Linked DNA regions of Zea mays: region 1 is linked to region 2. Evidence: chromatin contacts called from public Hi-C data. All regions are on one chromosome and are shown on one strand. Each heading gives the region's core, a stretch centred on a gene start, on an enhancer-like site or on the middle of the called end of the contact. The rest is flanking DNA. Distances are from core to core; before and after follow the strand shown. Region 1 holds the start of LOC103634790. Region 2 has its middle 45 kb from the start of LOC103634790.

Evidence for each region. A called contact is a pair of places that touch in the nucleus more often than the background predicts.
Region 1: a Hi-C map of leaf shows a contact between it and region 2, with 8 times the contacts expected there. The contact joins the promoter of LOC103634790 here to the enhancer-like site in region 2. A contact is called at or near these places in 9 of 25 Hi-C or Micro-C datasets (bundle sheath, ear, endosperm and 3 more).

The regions. Positions count from the first base shown.
Region 1 is chr8:12,353,235-12,358,512 of Zm-B73-REFERENCE-NAM-5.0, forward strand. LOC103634790 reads left to right here and starts at 3,168. Exons shown (of 1, transcript XM_008657382.4): 1 at 3,168-4,362. The coding sequence starts at 3,511. The coding sequence ends at 4,074.
Region 2 is chr8:12,308,688-12,313,841 of Zm-B73-REFERENCE-NAM-5.0, forward strand. No RefSeq gene overlaps it. Among protein-coding and RNA genes, the nearest start is that of LOC103634790, 45 kb to the right of the region's middle. Within about 2 kb of position 2,919, at least 17 of the 20 cell types and tissues checked have an H3K27ac peak or open chromatin away from gene starts, as enhancers often do. A contact at or near this core is called in bundle sheath, ear, endosperm and 3 more, where this site is marked.

The DNA.
Region 1 (5,278 bases), core at 1,918-4,417, 45 kb after region 2:
CTTGTCAAGAACAGCGTGTTCTTCCACTTCCCCCTTCTCTGATTTCTCCTTGAGACAGTGCTGATAACGTGTTGCAATCTCTTGCAGTGCTCAGTGGTAAATCAGTGGAGAGACAAGAGGGAATGAGACAAATGACAGGGATAGATTCTTTATTGCATGCAGGGTAGTATATATACAAGTGTTCCCAAGGGGTGTGTCCCTTGGGAATAATTGTCCATGGATGGATTAGATCACATGTACAAATATTTTGTAACACCCGTCTCGCCTCGATCGGCGTCCACCCTGGGGTGACGTGGACGTGCACGACGTCCTTGCCGCCTGCGACTCCATTCATTCGTCGGTACCCAGCCACAGCTCGAACGTCATTCACCAAAGAAACACCCTGCTCCACTCGCTGGTACGTGGAGCCCGCGTCCAGCAGACCCACGTGACAGATCCGGGCCACGGCCCAGGAGAAATACCCTCCTGTCCTTGTTTCCTACGCAGGAGTACTCTAGTATGGACAGAAGCCGATGCTGTCACGCGATTCCATGCGGGGCCGGGGCCACAGGCCACTACGGCAGCGATACTGAAATGCCAGTACTGCCCCTCCTCCCATCTACTTACTACAGCCGTTTCCCTGGCGCGTAGTACGAAACTACGAATCGTCCGGCGCCCATGATAAGTGCGACTCGGGCACTCGGCGACACCGTCCGGTCCCTGCGCCCGGTTCACGTGGACCTCGCCCGGTCTCTGCAACTGCACTCCTCCACGGCCACGACCTGAGTGAAACAGCACTTGAGCACCACCAGACACGAGCAGCCGCGCAATAAACCGTCTTTTTTCCCCTTCTTTTTGACTTTTTTTTCGAAAGATTTCATAATTACAACCTTTCTGGTTTAAATTCATAAAATGGACGAGTGGTCAAGTTATAGTTCCTCTTTAGTGCGTGCGATCGAACTACGGTGGTCAAGTTAGAGCGAGCTTGAAGAGAGCGCAGAGTGCTGTCGTCGTCTTATGGACGTATAGACATTAGGTGACACGTACGAGCAACAGCGGATTTCGGATGAAGCGATGCCGACGAAGCGCGGCAAACCCGGGCTCGTCGTCTCGCGGCGGCGGATCTGGCGGGGGTAGAACGGAAACATCTCCTGCAAAAACCGGGTCCAGTCTCAGTGAGTACACGTACAGCGGGTAAGCCCACCGCTCTCGCCTAGCCCGTTGGTGGGCTCCACAACATCGTCAGCCTGGGGCGGTGCGGGGCCGGACTGGTACGCGACGCGAGGATGAAACGGACGTGGGGCCACAAGCCAGCAGCCGCACGGGGGGGGGGGGGGGGGGGGGGGGGGGGGGCACGCGCCGACGTGTTGTGTTGTGTTCTGCCCGGAGCCCTGGTGCCCGCTGCACTCGCCGGCTGGCAGGCACGTCTGGCTCGCGGCTGGCGCTCGCGCGCAACCCGAGGAGGCAGCCCCCCGAAGCGGCTCAATGAGCTAGCTGGGGCAGGGTGGCGACGGCTGACGAGCCGCGGTTGGTGGTGTGGTAGGCCGGGGGTCACGTGGTTGATGGCGGTATATGTATGGGAACCTAACCGCACGTCGGCCTACCGCTAGCTAAACGTGGACCAGGGCCAAACAAAAGCTATAGTACAACGAGAGCGGGGCTACGGGCTACGGCTAACCCACCCAGACCAGACGCGAAGGCTAGCTGCTGTGCTGACCGTTGGGCACCTCAAGGCTCAAGCCGAGCAAAGCAGAATCGCTGTCGGCTCTGGGCTCCGCTCGCGGACGCGAGTCGTGCAGGGCGCCGGACTTGAACCGCAGCAGATAGCGGACCCGAGAATCGAATTCAAACCAGAAAAACCGGGGGACGGGAAAAAAAAAGCGACACGCTCGTGCCGGATGGCCCCAGAGTCCCGATCTCGACGCCCCCCACGCCTTTTGCGCATAGACCCCCGCCACGATTCGTTATCCCGCGCTGCCTCTCGCGGTTAATTGTATTCGGAAAAGTGCCCCTGGGCGGGTCGGTTTTTAGTCCACCCACCGTTTTGCGCCGCGGACCCTGGGAGAGCTGGGTTTCGCAGGGGGAAGGGTGGGTGGGTGGGTCACATGCTTGGTGCTGCCTGGCTTCGGAGCGTGGCCTAGCCTAGCCTAGGTGGTTGGGTGCACCGTACATTTGGATCGGGTTGGGTTGGCTTTTGGCTCCCGGTGGTCCTGCGGTCATATGCGTACGGCGCGTCGAATCTTAAGACACACGGATGGACACAACCCTTCGAAATGCAGGATTTACAGAAGAAGAACTGATAATACTTTTCCTCTTATCTAGTCCCTCTATTTCCGGTATATGAATTGTAACTACTTTTTATTTTAGTCGTATTATAAAAGACGTGCTCCCTTTTAACATGCATGTAACAATAGCACTAGAGAGAGAATTAAATATATCTCTTGGCCTTTAAATTAGAGGTGCTTATGATTACACCTTATATAAATACAGAGGGAGTATATAGTTTCTCAGTTTATAAATTTTATTACCGACCATATATATTATACAGTGTGTGAAGTTCATAAAACACACAACAGCAGAAAATCTGTGAGGTTCAGAACCTACCTGTCTCTGAACGGATTTTTGACCGGGTTATTGCTGACCGCACCATGCAAGCACGTCCTCGAAATCTTTTTCAGACGGGAATAATACGCCTTTAAAAATATAGCTGGCTCCACCTCATCTTCCAAGCTAAAAAGAGACCCGCCCGAGCTAAAGACCCCCCCCCCCCCCCCCCCCCCCCCCACCGCTAACCAATACAGCCAGCCAGTCAGCCAGACAGACGGATGGATGGCTTTTCAAAGGTCAGAAAAGAAAAACCGTGACAGAAATATCGGAGGTGGCCGTCGCCGTTCAAACGCCCCAATCCACCACCCATCCAGTATTCCAGTCTAGGGAGGGCGTGGACAAAACAAAATAGGCAGGCGCGGGCGGCCACGGCCACGGCCACGCGACCCGGCCGGGCCTTCCGCCTTCCAGATGGCGTGCGGTGCCTCAGCCAGGCGCGCGCGCACCCATCACAGTCCCCGTCCGTCCGTGTCCGTGTCCGTGTCCGTTCGTCGCGGCGCGCGCAGCCCCCAACCGGCAACCAAATAAAGAAAAAGCTAGCAAAAGATAAGCTAACAAGCAGTAGTACTACTCCCTGGCTGCACCGCCACCACCGCACCAGACCAGACCAAACCAAACCGCGCGAGCGATTTTTGCGGCAAACCCCCTGCGAGAAACGTCGTCCGCAGAGCCACCCACCACGGGCAGGGCTATATAAGCCGGCCCCCCCAACTCGGCGTCGCTGCGCAAAACACCTCGCCTTTTGTACTCTTGCGTCTCTGCCCTCGCGTTATCGCCTTCGTCACGCTCGCTCGCCTGGCTGGCTTGTGCCTTGCCTTGCTCGGCGTACGCGAACGCAGCGAGAGGGAGGAGCAAGGAAATAGAGAGAGACAGAGAGAGAGAGAGAAAAAATCAAGTCATCCCCCTTTCCTCTGAGCTCGTTCCATGGAGAACTCTTCTCACAAGCGGGCGCGGGAGGCGGGCGACCTCGTCGCCGGCGGCTGCGGAGAGGAGGGCTCGCCGCAGGCCGACGCCAAGAGGCTGCGGCCGCAGGACCTGCTCGACATGCTGGAGGACGACACCGACGCGGCCGCGGCCGGCGACCTAGCGTCGGTCATGCGGAGCCTGGAGGAGGAGATAGCCAGCTTCGACGAGGCCGCGGAGGCGCCGGCGCCGGCGCCGGAGCTGGGCTTCCTGCTCGAGGCCTCGGACGACGAGCTGGGGCTGCCGCCCGCCTCCTCTTCGGAGGAGGAGGAGGCCGGGCGCGCGGGGGCGCCGTTCCCGCCCGCGCTCGACGGCCAGATCTGGGGCTTCGAGGACGAGATCGTGGACGGAGGCGGCTTCGGCGGCTACTCGCCGGAGGCCGCGGCCGCGGCCGCTGCCTCCGCCGCCGCCGCCGCGTGGGACGACGACGGCTTCGGCGCCGGCCTCTTCGCGTTCGGCGGCGACGACGCGTGTGGCCCGTCGGATCTCGCGGCCCTGCGCCACGAGACCATGCCCGCCGTCTGATGGCCATCCCCAGGGCCCAGGCAGCCGCAGCCAGTCGATTAGCCTTCCTTTTTTTTATTTTTACCTTTGTTGGCTAACCTTAGCGAGCGGGCACCCATTTTTTTGACCTGGATGTAAAGTTTTTAGAAGGGTGAAAAAACAGGGGGCGTGGAAAAAACTTGGGAGGAAGGTTCAGAGCAAGGGGAGAAGAAGATCAAAAAAAAAATCTGGAGATGGATTCTTCCTTCTTTTTTTGTCCCTGGAATTTATTTCTCGCTTCGGTAGAAAAAGCAAATAAGCAAGCAAGTATATAACGTTATTATATTAATTATTAATTATATTAATAAAATGATAAACAGTAAAGCCAGAAAGACAGATAATAATGCAACGATGGTTGCGTGGATGGAGATGGGCGATGACAGTGACACATGTGGCCGACGGAAGGACGCTGACCCAGTGACGTGACTGTGACTGCTCAAAAAAAGAATATCTTGATGAATTATGGACCGTGAAAAAAGGATGGAAATGCTTGGACGGTTCCACCACTCCAAAGTTGGAAGAATCCGACGGTCGATAGCACGCAAGTACGGTTGACCAGGAACAGGAAACTGTTTACTCTCTCTCTCTCTCCTAAAATAACTGCTTATTCTCTATCCTTGACGCCTTCCTCTCAAAATAATTAACCTATGTCCTAAAATAGCCTGTCACTCTCTTTTCTAAAATAATTAGCTCCTTTGTCTCATAATAATTAACCTGTCCTGAAGCTACTGTTTGTTCTCTACTATGCTAAAATAGATGACGCTTTCCTATCAAACGTTGAATGACTCAAATTTAGTCTCAAAATAGTTGGCCCCTCAAAAATAATTATTTATTCTCTGTGTCCCGAACCAATTGATGTCTTCATCTGAAAAAAAAAATAAAATATCGTAGGATCTAAATCCAGTCCCAGAATAGTTGGTATTATGTCTCTCTCTGTCAATGCACCTTTATCTTGTGCTGCCAATATATCTTTTCATTTTACCAATACATCTTTATCTCTAATTACCTCTTATCTCTTCTCTACTTGTTTTACGTGCATTATAAATTTAAGAATCCGTTTAGATAAGAAGTGAGGTGGAATAAAGTCGTTCTATTTCGTGTTTGATGGACGAGCGGACCGAGGGAAGCAACTCTAGATCGGGAATATTCTCAGCTCGAGCCCTCCAGCTCGCTCCAAAAAATTGAT
Region 2 (5,154 bases), core at 1,669-4,168:
TGTAAAAGATTCGATAGAATCTAGATCCCAAAGGATCAAAATCTGTCCCGATGACAGTTGTTGTACTCTTTTTCCCTTTGTGAGTTTTCTTGAAGTTTCTCACATGAGGTTTTTAACGAGGCAACAAAGTGCAAATGCAATTTGTATCACCATGCACTCTTTCTCCATATTTTTCCCACTGGGTTTTTCGGAGTTTTAACGAGGCATGTGTTGGTCGCGGTATTCGCCCAAGGGGGAGTATTAAGTAACCCTAGTTAGGGTTATGTGGGCAAATACCTGCTTTGCCCCTGAGTGGTCTCACATCTCTATATAAGGAACATGTACACCCCCTCATAATACAGATCAGAAAGAGGCCAGAGGCCCAACCCTATATCCTGTGTCTCATGTGTTTTCTCTGTCGTGTTTATGGGAAGGGAGACGGGTCCTCTACAGCTTCTTGCGCCTCTACTGCTGACGGGAGTGAAGGGAGCGAAGGAAGCGGATCTGGTGATCCGTGGTAACATAGTTCTCAATAGTCTGGATCGAAGCATCGTATGTGCCGTACACGAGACTGAGATGCTTGTTTTTTTTAAAAAAAAATCTTAGTGGAGCATAAACAAAGATACGATACGACGCTGCTAAAGCCCCTGATGCAGGCGTGTTTCGTGTGTGTGTGTGACTGATCGAGCAGCCCACCAATTAGTTTCTTTTTCTTTTTCTTTTCCTTTTTTTGCTAAAGGGCAGAATAACGGGGCAGGTTGGTTTAATTTACCAGCTAATGTCAACTAAATATTCGATCTCCAGACAAGCCTGCCAATCTCGATAGGTCGCTGCTTCGGTAATACGTACGACGGATACTTGTTTTCTGACTTATCTCTGAATAAACTGGCGAGGGTTGCAGCGTCCGGAATCTGCTCAGGCGCCGGTGGGCGAGACGGCGATGCGAGCTGATGCTGGCTGCCACTGAACCCTAGTCTTGCCGCGTGCGTGCTACTGCTACATACACCTAGATGGCGACCGCCGGATCTACTCCCTCCACGATCAGTCAGGACACACACGGCGTTCCCCATGTGTATGTGTCGTTGCCATCTCGTAGAGTAGCTCTCTCCAAGATAAGTTTCGGTTAGAGTAGAAAGAAGACTGAAAAAAAGTGACAAGTCTCACTGTCGCTCGATCGCCACGATCAGATTCGCGTCGTATTCATACGGTGTAAACGGGCAGCAGGACCCGTGAGCGAACCGAACCGAACCGAGGAGAGGAGCTGCCGTGGTGGAAAGGATTCCGATGTCATACGGTAATGGAAAATTCCCCGTCGAGTAAATAGTTTCTCATATCTATCCTTACAACGAAAAAAATAAAAATAAAAATTATCCACGGGGACTCCCACAAACGCTCGTGGAAGATTTTTCCCCCACGACAGGGATCCTCCTTCTCATTTAAATTATAATTAAGACATACATTATTTATTATTATGTGTTCTTCAAAATGAACAAATTTATACAATAATTGATCTCTTCACAAGATAATTATTTATTTTTTTTACTATTAACTATTACATGAAAACATCGTCACGTACAGATTTACGGGTCCCCACGTGGAACGGAGAAAGAATTTTTCTTTTTATATCCATGTGGGAAAAGAAACTTACTCGTACCCGTTTCCATAACAGATGAATTCTCTGCGAGCAATATATCGGCCTTTCTAATACGCATACTATGTTTTTTTCAGACATAAATGGAAAAGGTGAGTAGCATATTTGTTCCCCACTTTTTCTTTCTTTCTGTCGTGTAAATACGGGAAAATATCCTATGCAATCACTTATCCTGGTGCAAGCATGCAATCAAGCGATCTGGTGCATTCGATCTAAATCTAATGATAACTGTTATTTTATATTTAACCCCTTCCACCTAAAACATAGTACCTATTTTACTTTTAACCCCTTCCATATGAAACCGTTGGATCTAGATTGGATGCTATGGATAGTTTGATTGCACGCTTGCACCAAAATGAGTGATTGCACAGGATATGTCCTCTGTAAATACATGCCTTTCGCCATTACCCAGCTAGCTCCCGCCTCCCGCCGGCTCTAGTAGCCGCCTAGCCGAAAAAAAAAAAGAAAAGGTCAGGCGAAAAAAAAAAAAGAAACGGTCCGCCGGGGCCAGTTCCGCGAGCATCATATCATCATCACAGATTCACAGTTCATGCAGAGCGTTGTTCCACACGGACTTTTTACCTAAACCATTGGAACCTTTTGGTGGAGCATCAGAGTGCACTGCAGCGAGGTCAGTTTGGGGAAGACTCGAAGCGTTGGCTCTGAAACTAGAGTTGATTCAGCTTTCTATCCTGTCCAGATTCTTATTTGGGGGGCCATTAGAAGCGCACCAGCGCTACCAGCATCAACCGCACTAAAACCTGGATCGATGGATTTGCTTCCGGAAGATCTCGGCGTATATAAACAAGTAAAGATATGGCCAAAAAGATACGGCCGGCTTGCTGATTGGACTCTAATGCTGCGGCTGGCTTCAGCTCTCATCTCTGATGCTGTCCACACTCGTGCAACTCTAAATTTCTACTCTAAAAAGAATATTTTATCCTGATCAGCAAGATTCTCTACTCTACCATACAATCTTCCGCAGTCATATTTACTCTAAATCTCTACCCTATACCAACTACCACATATTCTATTATTTATTTTACCTCTCTCTTGTCCACGTCAGCTGCCTCCCTACTCCCACCCATGTGCCACCGGTCTGCTCCCCGTGTCCAACCTCATGGCACAGTAAATAGAGTAGCACTCCGTACAGCGCTGGAAGTAGCGTAGCAGAGGATAGCATGCCGTTCCCAGTACCGTTTCCAGTGCCCCGCTGCAGCGTGTATGCATGCGCTAAACCTTCCGAGTGCCGTTTCCAGTGCCGCGCTGCGGCCAGCCTGAAGCTGAAGGGAATTTTTAAAGCGCTCTACAGGTGTGCAGGTGCAGCAGCAGTACAGTGCAAGTGGCAGGTCAAGCTAGGCGCTAGGGCAACTTTCCCGGTTGGATGGATAATGCATCGACAGCACAAACAGCGCTTTCGATCGACGACGACCAATGGGTGGACGATGATTAAAGTAAAAGTAGTGGGAAGCGACGCTATGATTTGCCTTGTCTGTCACGAACTCATGGTTTAGGGCAGGGAAAGGAGGGCCCAGGTAAGGTAATGCTGTGTGTCATTACTCACTAGGATTTAGGTCAACGCCGTAGGTTGGCGGTCGCCCGTGATCTCTGCTCTGCTCTCGTTTGTCTCACACTTTCACAGTTCCACGCGCGCTAGTGCTCCACTCCACTCCGTTCCGTGTTCAAGCGCAGCTAGCACCGGTAATTTGCAGCTCTGTCTCATGTACTTCACAGTACATTAGTCATCAGGACCATTTAGGCCGGTCGACAATTCATTTGCCGGCTGATTGGTTAGCTGGGCGAGCGGCGCTTGGCTTGGGCGAGCCTGGACGGTGGGAAACGGTATTTCCTCGCGTATCCACACATACGGCTAGGATATATGTTTTTGTTCTAGGCTGCATCTGTAGGTGCAGAATCAGTATCGCTTTACACAGTTAACCAAACAAGGGATATTGCTTGGTCAACGCACGTGGTCAGACTGGATGGACGTGTACAGTATACCAATCAGGTGGTTGGTGAATGAGATATGCATTTCCTGTGCGCCGTGATACGGTCGCTGACGTAGAGCCTTTGGAAAGTAATGAAACAGTATTTGCCTCCTTTCCAAAAGTAAATACACTTCTATGATGTGTGAGGGACGACCAAAGCTATTATAAAATTACATATATGTCTCTATAAAAAAAAAAGTAATACCAACTTGCAATGATCAGGCTCGGCCAGCCCTCTGTCTAGTTCCGCCATGTCTAACCCCGGGTTCAATGGTATACGTTCGTCACGGAACGAGTGCTTCCATGGTAAACGTTCCTTTCTCCTCCAGTTGTTCGACGGATCCCAATTGTCAGAGGCTAATCGATGGGTCCTAGGGACCTGGGGTCTTATGCTCGACACTGTGCAATAGGTGTAACCTCTGCTGCTATATCCTCGACGTCATGAGGATGGAAGCTATACTTGCTATATTCTTTCACTATAAATAGGCAATAAATATGGATAAAATAAGCAAAATTCATTTGGGTGTTTCGGGAGTACTTGATAGCCAAATCCGAATTTTCTTGTACCCGATTTTTCGGGTAGTATAAAATTCGATGTAATATCGGGTAACAATTATCAGAACCCAAAAAATTAATTACTCGGATCACACGACCTGAAATTTTCGGGTAACCGAACGCCGAGTCATATCTCTATCTAGGGCAAGTAGTAAATGCCAACACCTTGCATAAATTTTGTGGTAGTTCAAACATGTAAGGGCCTGTTTGGCAATGATGTTTGCCAAAACCATGATTTTACAATACTATAATTTACAATTGTCATGTGACCAGGGCCGTGCCGACAAAATCCTAGGCCCTGTACAGATTTTAAAATAAGACATCTTTACTAGTCGAGGACGTTAGATATCGGTGAACAAAACATCATAAAACTGCTCGCATGCGGGTTGTGGCTAAACTCATGCCTCACATCATGGAATAGAAGCATGCGTAGAGACAGATTAATAAAGAATTAGAGATGTTTGAATACATTAAAGCTAATAGTTAATTGACTGAAAATTGCTAGCGAAATTAGCTAGCTAACTATTAGTTAATTTACTAAAAGAGGTTAACAGCTGAACTATTAACTATACTATTTGGATGTTTTTAGCTAATTTAAACAACTAACTATTAGCTCTAGTGCATTCATATACACCCCTAATTAGCAAAGTGATCTGACATAATGTTAACATTTTTTAATTTAAATGTGGAGACAATGTAGAACCAAAACAACTTGTGCTTTTAGATAGTACAAAAATAGACTATTATATAAATGTACTACAAATTTACACGTTTGGAGGCCCTAAATATTTAGGGGCCCTGTTCCGGTGCACAGCCAGCACGCCCTCTCGCACAATACCGTAGTTTTGACAACTCCAAAAATATAGTGGTTTTGAGAAACATTGTTCGGATACAACATTATAAACCATGGTATTAAGCAAAAGTTAGCCATGCCATGAAACTTTGGGTTGGAGTGGAGTTTGCAATACTCCAAAAACACCA